2 separate regions of the Xenopus laevis genome follow, and region 2 is linked to region 1. Evidence: chromatin contacts called from public Hi-C data. All regions are on one chromosome and are shown on one strand. The core of a region is the stretch at or near the end of the contact, and the rest is flanking DNA. Distances in the headings are between cores, read along the strand shown.

Region 1 (5,370 bases), core at 2,843-5,342:
AAAACGCATCATTACACATATAATATACTTCAGGTATACAGGTATGGGATCTTTTATCCAGAAATCTGTTATCCAGAAAGCTCCAAATTACAGAATGCCATCTCTCATAGACTCCATTTTATACAATTGATCCAAATGTTTAAAAAGTATTTCCTTTTTTTCTGTAATAATAAAACAGCACCTTGTACTGGATCTAAACTAAGATACAATTAATCCTTATTGGAAGCAAACCCAGCCTATTGGGTTTATTTCATGTTTACATGATTTTCTAGTGGACTTGAAGTATGAAGATCCAAATAAGAGAAAGATCAGTTTTCCGGAAAACCCCAGGTCCCGAGGATTCTGGATAACAGGTCCCATACCTGTATTGTGTTTCTACGTTTCTATGTGTTTCTTACGGTGTGAAAGACTTGGTTTTTGCCTTTAAATGGACACATGTATTTTCCCCTGCTCTTGCCACTTGAGAAAGATTTTACCAACATGTTTGCCTTTGATTGGTTAACAAAAGGCTGCTGCCATCTAGTGACAAGTGACATATTTGTTCTATTGTCCAATATCATATTTATTTAATACTCTAGTTAAGCACTTAGACTATTCTGGTGGGGTGAGCAATAAATAAATCATTAAGCAGCAAGAGCAGGGGCCACTTATTCTGAGCAAATTAATGCAAATTTTTGAAGAATCTTGCTAGGCTTGTTGCAACCAAACAAACATGATACAAGGGTTATTTTTAAATTGATGAAGTTTTCATGTTAAGGTTATATAGGGAGTGCAGAATCTGAGCCCTGATTTCTGGTTATGAAGTCACTGTAATTCAGCTGCCAGTTATGTGCTAATATCACCTTTTGTGTTGCCCTAATTATCTGAACTACAAACATAGCACTGGATCAACGGTAAACAAAAAATATATACTGTATATCATATATGCAGAGGTAATGTATGGCAGGTTATGTACCTCCACGGCCAAGCTGAAATCAATCATGGAGACGCTAGTGTTTCTGTGCCAGCAAACATGGACAGTGGTGTTCCCACGATGGGGCGATTGCCTTTCCAAAGATGTGCGAGATGCGCTTAAATCATCCTCCGACTCCTGGTCTGTAGAGCCTTCCTCTGGTGTCTCTGTCACACAATCAATGCACAGGTTCAATACTAGTATCATTCTGTATGGTAATACTCAGTAAATACATTTCTGAGTTACAATTTCTCACAGTTGTAGTTAAGGCATAGTTAGGGAAAGTGCTGTGAAATATTTTTGTTCCATTTCAGCACAGAAATGCATCATATAGAGCGGGAAGCAATCTGAGTGTCACTGGAATGTACTGTATGTATTGAAGGAGTGAATAATAAGCACTGGCTTTTATAAATGTAAATGATCTTTAAGTTTCAATTCATTTGGACTGGCATTTATAAACGTAAATGATCTTTAATTTAAGTTTTAATTATTTCTCGCTAATAGGCCCTATAATCCCTAAGGCCAGTGCAGCCATGTTTGACCTGCGCTTTGTTTACTTACTGCCATCAGGAGGGCTACTGGCCAAGAGCTCAGGTACAGGGCCGCTGCTATTCTCAGCCAGATCAATGGCCATCTGAATATCCTCACTCCACTTTTCCACTTCAGGACGAGTACTAGGTAAAAACATTAATGGATGTATTTATAAAGTTGTGTAATAAGTAATAAAAAACCCATAAAAACCAGGGTTGAGTGCTGGTGTGCTTCAAACAGTATTTTACACCATTTTAATGGCAGACTCAGCCCTACTGACTTCAGGCCTATACAGCAGATATAGCGCCATGTTAGGCATTAACCCCCATATGGAATATAAGTCACTAAACTTCCCTAGGAGCAGTAAACTTAGCAACCAATAAGACGTTTTGCTTTTACACTAAGGATGCACTAAATCCACTATTTGGGATTCGGCTGAATCCACGAATCCTTGGTGAAAGATTCGACCAAATACTGAACCAAATCCTATGCAAATTAGGGGCAGAAAAGGAAAAAGTGGGAAAAAAAAACTTTTTTGTGACAAAAAGTCACGTGATTTCCCTACCCACCCCTAATTTACATATGCAAATTAGGATTTGGTTCATCCAGGCACAAGTATTCGGCCGAATCCGAATCCTGCAGAAAAAGGCAGAATCCTGGATTCGATTCATCCCTATTTTAAACAGTTGACCAGTAAATGCTACCTGCTGATTGGTTGCTATCAGCTACTGCTCCTGGGCAAACTTAGTGCCTTTTATTACACAACCCCTTATGTGTAAAGAGAATTCAAATATGGCACTATGAATGCATAATACAAAGTCAAAACTGCAACAAGACTAAATTCCACGGCTCAGATTTGCGTTTGGTATTAAGCAAAGTTATTTGTAAGAAAGTTCTTCAACTTTGAGAATGAATAAAGTTCACTTCAGGAATACATGGATGACTTTCTGGCCATGAGTAGTTCTGCTCGGTGTTGCTGCTATCAAGCCAAACATCCAGACACTTTATATTACTGCAGAATATGTGCTTTCTTTATACATATGTGTTAATGTTTCTTGGATTTCCTGGCCCTTAGTCTCTATCCCAGATTAAATAGCCTGTGCACTGGTTTAATCACCACTAACAATGATCACCGTCAGGATCGTCTGGCATCTTTCCCTTCTAAATACACAATAATAAAGAAAGTACAGAGCAGCAATTTACCTGGCTGCAACAATGATCGATTGATTCTGACTCCGTAATGTAAGGCAGTGAGGTACTCCCCATTCATCTTCACTTTCTTCTATCTGAAAGACAGAGGGACAAGCACACAAACACTTCAATAACAGGCCAACATATAACTAGTGGGTGGCGGAGGCATTGCTCAGGGTGCTTACTCTATACACTGGCATAGTATGTGAGGTTAGATTGTGCGTCAGCTCTTTATATCCTTCCTAAAAAACAGATCCGTAAATAAATATGTAGTGCGCCCTGTAGTACAAGGTCAATCCCATTTATCAGCATGCCTCCAGGTCAGAAGGGGCTCAGTGTGATTCAAACTGCACATATGACATTACAGGAGATCTGCAACAGTAAACTAGAAACATTTCCCTATTAGAATAGGCTGCCACTTTCCAACAAGAACAAGACTTCCCCATTATCATCACGTGAAAGCAGAACTGACAATTCAAAAGCTGCTTCACTGAAAGTCAAAGTGGAAAATAAAAATCAGAACTCTTGACTGATTCATTTACAAACATTTCCGAGTGTCTAGTCAGGAGATATCACTGTAAATAAACAACAGTGTAACGGTATTTTCTCTATAAGGGCTAGTCCACACGGGGAGATAGCGACGCGTTTGCGGTCGCGGCCGGCGCAGGCGACAGTTTTGTATGGGCGCCTATGTAAAAACGCCTGTGCTAACCACACGAGGCGATGCGCTTTTCAACAGTCGCCTGAAAAAGCCTGGCGAGGCATTTTCAGGCGACTGTTGAAAAGCGCATCGCCTCGTGTGGTTAGCACAGGCGTTTTTACATAGGCGCCCATACAAAACTGTCGCCTGCGCCGGTCGCGGCGACTGTCGCGGCGCTTTGTCGCCGCGACCGCAAACGCGTCGCTATCTCCCCGTGTGGAATAGCCCTAAATGTACAGGTTCGGCTAAGCAAGTCTTAAAAGTAAATTCAAATAATAATAATGATACCACATTTTCTGAAGTGGGGATGAGCCATAATAAATGTAAATAGGAATAAAACTAATAAAAGAAAATTGTATCTGCATTTATTCTTTTTAGAGATGCACCGAATCCACTTTTTTGGATTCGCCCGAACCCCCAAATCCTTCGTGAAAGATTCGGCCGAATAACAAAACGAATCCAAATTTGTATATGCAAATTAGGGGTGGGAAAGGGAAAACATTTTTTACTTCCTTGTTTTATGACAAAAAGTCACGCAATTTCCCTCCTGCCCCTAATTTGCAAATTTGGATTCGGCCGAATCCTGCTGAAAAAGGCCAAAACCCGAACCAAATCCTGGATTCGGCGCATCCCTAATTCTTTCAGGATCACAAATCACAAATTCAGTATACGCAGTGCTCCCATCTTTCTAAGCTGTGCAGAGGCATTCTCATTAGCTGCTGTATTCTAGTTTGTTACCACTAGGTGATCATGTGCTACTGTGCGTGTATTGATTATGCCCTGCCTGTGGTAAAAAGATCCTTTCTTTGTATAATTACAAAGAAGCACAACATTTTGCATGCAAACATTGTAAATTTGAGTATGTGATTCATCTTTATTCAGTCTGCAGCTGCTAATCCAGTGAGCTCTGCCATATGCCAGGAGCCAGTAGGATTCATTACATATATATCATATCATATAGTTTGTGAATACTGGAGGATTGTTGCCTCTTATAAGTTAACATAATTCTTTTCTTTTGTTTTTTTTGTTTTTTTTTATATGGTAGAATAAATACACTATACTATAAAACTGCACCTCCATTTTTGGGTGCACTGGGTCCCATATGAGAAGCAGCATTTTGGGGAGAGAATTCACACAGCTGTTATACAGAATAGGGAAGTAGTGTTTTTTTTTATCCCTTCAAAATCAGTCTCCTTCCTGAATTTAATGCACATAACACATAAAGAAGAAACAAACAATGGGCGTTTGACGTCTGCATTAAACAGGAAATCCCCTTCATTACTATTCTGTGACTATATATCTATATTCCTTGTTATACTTGCTTCAACGTAAATACAAATAAATTCAATTGCTGTTTTCTGTGTTCCTGTTTTCAGTATATTTTCTTTGGAATGGATCACATATGCAATATAAGGATAGTCTGCTGTTTGGAAAGATCCCCTTATCCAGAAAACCTCTGGTGCTGAACATCCTGAATTACAGATATATACCTGTATTACAGTCACATGTTACAGTTAAAATAATAACGTGATGATGGAACACTTGTGCCAAATGCCCCAAGATGAGTGTTAAATGTAAATGTGAAGTATTTATGCTTAAAGTGGTTGTTCACCTTCAAACACCTAGCTGTTTTCAGATAGTTCACCAGAAATAACAACTCTTTCCAATGACTTTCTATTTTCTATGTGTGACGCTTTTTCTAATATTGAAGTGTAAAGTGTAATTTTTCAGCTTCTAAAGCAGCTCTGGGAGAGGGGGTCACCGACCCTGTAACCTGTTCTAGATTTAAACATTTAGTTGATACATATCTTATCTTTTTTTCTGCTGAGCAGAATCTCTGGGTTTCATTACAGGCAGCTGTTGGAATTGATACAATTGTTGCTAATAGTCCAGAGATGCTGCAGAGAAATGTATCAACTAAATATTGCAAAATTTAACTGTATAGGGAGCTAGCACACAGGCACAATCGGGGAGATTTAGTCGCCTGGCAAATCGA
Region 2 (5,367 bases), core at 266-2,765, 100 kb after region 1:
TTCTCAGCAATAGGGAAAGATTTTTTCCGGAGGTGCTTTTATGAGGCAATGTTAATACAACAGTACAGTAACGTGGGCACGCACAAAGAATAATAGGATTACAAAGCCACAATCCTCACGTGGATTTTCTCAATTACCTTTGAACAGAAGAGCAGAGCTCAGAATGACTTGGAAGACTTTCTTGGCATTTAACCTTATTAACCATGAAGTTCCAACCTGAGGCCCTCCGGTTGGTTGGGTGCTGGGAGTTTCAGTTTAACAATTGTTTCAATATTCATTCTCCATGTATGCATTTATCACTAATTACATATACACATCATTGGGGCTGGAAAATTTCCACTAGTTTACTATTTAGATAGGAGAAGAAACACCCAGTAGAGAAGTAGGAAAATGACTGACTTCACTTCAGCTTACGTTTACATGTCATTTTTCTTTGGTTTTGATATGGCAACATTATGACATGCTTGTGTCCCTGCACATTCCTCCACCCATGCAAGTCACTGGGACATTTCTGTAAATATAAAACTAGATTTGGAATACACAGGACTGTACCTGAATAGTGTTTGGAGGAGTGTGGATGGAACTAGCATTTGAATAGTTGTCATTTGGCAATGGCTGAACCTATTTTATGCCACACACACACTATATATCACAGTGTGGCTTTTAAATATTCTGGTAGCTTTTCTCAGGTTTATAATGATATTTTTCACAGTATGACTACAGTCACAATTGAGACATTAGAAGAGACATAGGATTGACACAGCTGAGTTCAAATAACAGAATGTCTGGTTGCTATTGGTTACAGTCCCGTGATCTCAAGCAGCAAAGAGATGTAAATGAGACCCCATTAGCTAAAAAGGTAAGCACCTAAGCTGAACATGCAGTGTTTCTCTTGCCTCACCTTCACTCTTTGTTGTCCCTTTGCTATAGATGTGACATGCCACCTTTCCACTCCCCCCAGCCCGGATCTGCCCCTCCCCCTTCGGATCCCTTGTTCCTACATCCCCTTGCCTGGCGTCCTGTCACACCTCTGCCCAGTCTCACAAGCAGCTTAGCTCCCGAGCGGGTACGTTCATGTCCCAGGAGCCTGGCAGCAGCAGAACAGTCACGCAGGAGCCGGCCGGTTCCCTTTGTGTGTTTCCCTCCCTTACCTCAGTATAAAATCCCCGGCTCGGCAATTGACTGTGTCCTTGTGCACTTTAGCTCGGTCCTCGGCTGCTTCTTCTGCACTAGCGATGCTGCGGCCGCACTGCCATTAGAAGATATGAGGGCAGGCAGTAGAGTGAAAGGGCATCTGTTGCAGGGTCGCCATTGTCGGAATGGCACAGCCTATTTGCAAACAGGATTCACAGGAGCCTGGAATGGCTGGAGGAGGAGGAGGGGTGTAGCCTTACTACCTCCTTCTGACAAGGGAGCGGGAAGATGAGCCGGGCCACAGCACAAGCCGATTTCCCCTCCTCCTGTCCTCTCACAGCCACTCCGAACTGGCCGCCCCCTCCCCTCATGGCCCCTGGGAGGAGAGACCCACAAGCAGCGGATGGAAGGGACCGAGCTCCCCCCTGTGCTCATTCTTTCTTACTGCCTGCTTGGCGCTTCCCAATCCAGTCACTATGATAATAAGCACTGGCCGCAATACAGCTCCATATTCTTTGTATTGGCAGCGAACACGTGCTGAGGGCAATTTCTTTGTATTAATATAGCAATATTATTTATCTCATTCACACATATACACTGGTCGCTTTTCTAATAGTGTCACTGGCTTAAGCTCTACTCCCCCATATCATACAAGGCATTATGTTTGCCCAGATGCAGTAACCATGGCAACCAGCAATAAGATTGCTTTTAAACAGGTGACCTGTAATGCTAGCTTCTGATTGGATGCTATGGGTCACTGGGGCAATCTTAGTATTATTTATTACCTAAACCAAGGGTTTGTAGTGTTTGGGCACCTACAATTGAAGACTTTGCAGCCTCTGAAAGGTTTGCTCTGGTTTAGAAATGGGTGCAGAGCAGAGAACTTTGGCATTAGACTGATACTATGGAAAGAGCTGATGTCATTCCAATATTTAAAAATGGATTATGATCTCAGCCTGGCAATTATAGGCCAGTAAGCTTGACATCCATGGTGGGCAATTTATTTAAAGGCTTGTTATGGGATCACATTCAAAATTATGTCCTAGTGAATGGCATTATGAGCAGCAATCAGCATGGCTTTATGAAGGATAGGTCATGTCAGACAAATTTGATTGCTTTTTATGATGAGGTAAGTAAGATGCTGGACAGTGGGGGCAGTAGATGTGATCTATGTGGATTTTGCCAAAGCGTTTGATACTGTGCCCCACAAACAACTGCTTTCTGAACTAAGGTCTGTTGGGCTTAATGAAGTCGTTTGCACATGGATAGGAAACTGGCTACAGGATCAGGTACAGAGGGTGGTTGTTAATGGGACATTCTCTACTTGGAGTAAGGTTCTTAGTGGGGTCCCCCAGGGCTCAGTATTGGGTCCACTTTTATTTAACTTGTTCCTTAATGACTTCGTGGAGGTTATTGTAAGTAATGTATCAGTGTTTGCAGTTGACACAAAACTATCCAGGATGTGACATCCTTGCAACAGGATCTTGGCAATCTGGGCAGCTAAGTGGCAAATGAGATTCAATGTTGATAAATGTAAAGTCATGCACCTGGGATTTAAAAATATCCAAGCCACTTATACCCTTAATGGGACTGCACTAGGCAAATCCATTATGGAAAAGGACCTTGGAGTCCTTGTAGATGATAAACTTGGCTGTAGCAAGCAATGCCAGTCAGCAGCATCAAGGGTAAATAAGGTCTTGAGCTGTATTAAAAGGGGCATAGAGTCACGGGAGGAGGGGGTCATTCTTCCACTGTATAGAGCACTGGTAAGGTCCCATCTAGAATATGCTGTACAGTTTTGGTCTCCAGCAGAGCCAGACTGAGAGTCAAAATAGGCCCTGGCATTTCAGGTACAAAGAGGCCCAATCAGCCTACACAGAGGCCCAAACAGACCCCACCAGCCCACTAAATACTGACTTTCTATGGCACTTTATAGCAGCCCCTCTGGCATTTGCCAAAACCAACAGATGGCCAGTCCGGGCCTGGTCTCCAGTGCTCAAACAGGACATTATTGTATTAGAGAGGGTACAGAGAAGGGCAACCAAGCTGGTAAAAAGTATGGAAAATCTTAGCTATGAGGAAAGACTGGCCAAATTGGAGATGTTCATGCTGGAGAAGAGGCGCTTAAGGGGAGATACGATAACTATTTATAAATGTATAAGGGGATCATATAATAATCTCTCTAATGCTTTATTTACCAGTATGTCCTTCCAGCTGACAAGGGGGCACCCATTCCGATAAGAAAGGAGGTTCCGCCAATATATTTGGAAAGGGTTTTTTACAGTGAGAGCTGTGAAGATGTGGAATTCTCTCCCTGAATCAGTTGTACTGGCTCATACAGTAGATAACTTTAAAAAGGGTTTGAATGGCTTTTTAGCAAGTGAGGGAATACAGGGTTATGGAAGATAGCTCATAATACAAGTTGATCCAGGGACTAGTCCGATTGCCATTTTGGAATTAGGAAGGAATTTTTTCCTCCTCTGATGCAAATTGGAGAGGCTTGAAATTAAGTTTTTAGCCTTCCTCTGAATCAACTAACAGTCAGGCAGGTTATATACAGACTTAAAAGTTTGAACTTGAGGGACGTGCGTCTTTTTTCAACCTAACTTACTATGCAACTATGTAAGAGAATGCAAACACATGCTGGCATTTTTTACAATTGTAGTTGTAATACATGTATGGGAGGATTTAGCATCTGAAGCTTGTCACTGCTTAAGCTGCATACATTTGCACCTGAACAGTACCCCAAGGTGCAAGGTTAGTAGTTTTAGACTTTGGATACTGTAGAGCAGTGATCCCCAACCAATGGCTACATAGCAACATGTTGCTTACCAACCGATTGGATGTTGTTTCCAGTGGCCTCAAAGCAGGTGCTTATTTTTCAGCTACTGGCTTGTAGGCATGATTTTGTTGCATTAAAATTAGGTGTACTACTAAATGGAGCCACCCATAGGCTACCAGTCCACTTTGGGGCTACCAACAACCAATCAAACCCTTTTGTCACCCCAGGAACTTTTTTTCTTGCTTGTGTAACCCCATCTCTTTTTATATTTGAATGTGGCTCATGGTTAAAAAGGTTGGGGACCCCTGATGTAACATTGCATCAACCATAACCTTCTATGCAGTTGTGTTGCCAGTTAATACTAAGTAGCATTGCAGACTATGGGCCCTTACACATGGCCGCTTTGCCCTGGACTTCATTTTCCTGTGCTTGCATGAGATGGAACACAGCAATATTAATTACTGTTGGAGGGGAAAAAAAAAAAAAACTGACCCCCGATTTATTAGGTGGTTATAAATCTGACCCAAATAACTTACCAATTTTTTTTAACCCAATTTACATTCATGTCCTGTTTTGTGTTTGTGAGAGCTGTTTTAGATGAATACCAGCTCTCTTTAAAGGAGTGTGTCAGCAATCATGTCTATGAAATCCACCTCCCACACACCACCCTATTGTTACCTTAGTGAAAAGAAAACTTGCGCTGCAAACCAATACCGTGACCCTGATAGCCTGTTAACCCTGAGAATTTCAGAGACACTTAGTCTAATATTAGTATAAGAAAAAAAGGAGGATTAGGCCTCTCCAAACTCACCCCGTGTGTTCTTCTAGGTGTAGCTCCACTTTAGTGCTCCGGGTGCTCTGCCACCTTGGCATAATAATATTACAATATAATAATAATATTAGTATAGTATAAACCGAATAGGATATATTCTGATCACCCAATTCAAGCAATTACTGCACCCGGATACTCAAGTGCCAAGTCATGCAATAAATACGTCTTATGTTTGCATTCATCTAGTCACCAATCCGATTTTTGTATTTTAAAAAAAAAAACAAAAACCCTATTGATCAGTAGCTATTGGTTACTCAACAAGAAGCAACTTAAGACCGTTGATTACATTAATAAGAGTTCGATCATACAGAACATGAAGGTGATCCAAGGCCAAAAGTGTATGTGTGTGTGTGTGTTACGATCAGTATTCAGAAGATTGTTTTTTGTTTGTGGAAGACCTAGATTTCAGTAATATTTAAAACGCTGAAATACAAGGGAAGTACTGTATGCTTTACATTTACTCTCTCTATGCTATTGATGGACCTGATCAAGCAAAATTTTCATTTGGCTTTCTTAATTTATTTTGTATGGCTCTGGAATTATTGGCTTTTCTATAGATTACCGGTAAATTCCAAGCAGAACAGAAAATGCAAATAATTAAAAAAAACAACCCCATTTA

What was found. A called contact is a pair of places that touch in the nucleus more often than the background predicts.
Region 2: a Hi-C map of the XTC cell line shows a contact between it and region 1, with 4 times the contacts expected there. The contact joins the promoter of LOC108708478 here to the enhancer-like site in region 1. A contact is called at or near these places in 3 of 4 Hi-C or Micro-C datasets (the XL177 cell line, the XTC cell line and animal cap).

What each region holds. Positions count from the first base shown.
Region 1 is chr2L:126,386,094-126,391,463 of Xenopus_laevis_v10.1, forward strand. LOC108708478 (FERM, ARHGEF and pleckstrin domain-containing protein 1-like) reads right to left here. Exons shown (of 28, transcript XM_041582412.1): 23 at 2,687-2,769; 24 at 1,514-1,626; 25 at 956-1,119. Among protein-coding and RNA genes, the nearest start is that of stk24.L, 43 kb to the left of the region's middle. Within about 2 kb of position 4,093, at least 1 of the 7 cell types and tissues checked has an H3K27ac peak or open chromatin away from gene starts, as enhancers often do.
Region 2 is chr2L:126,492,246-126,497,612 of Xenopus_laevis_v10.1, forward strand. It overlaps LOC108708478 (FERM, ARHGEF and pleckstrin domain-containing protein 1-like), which reads right to left and starts at 1,516. Exons shown (of 28, transcript XM_041582412.1): 1 at 1,152-1,516.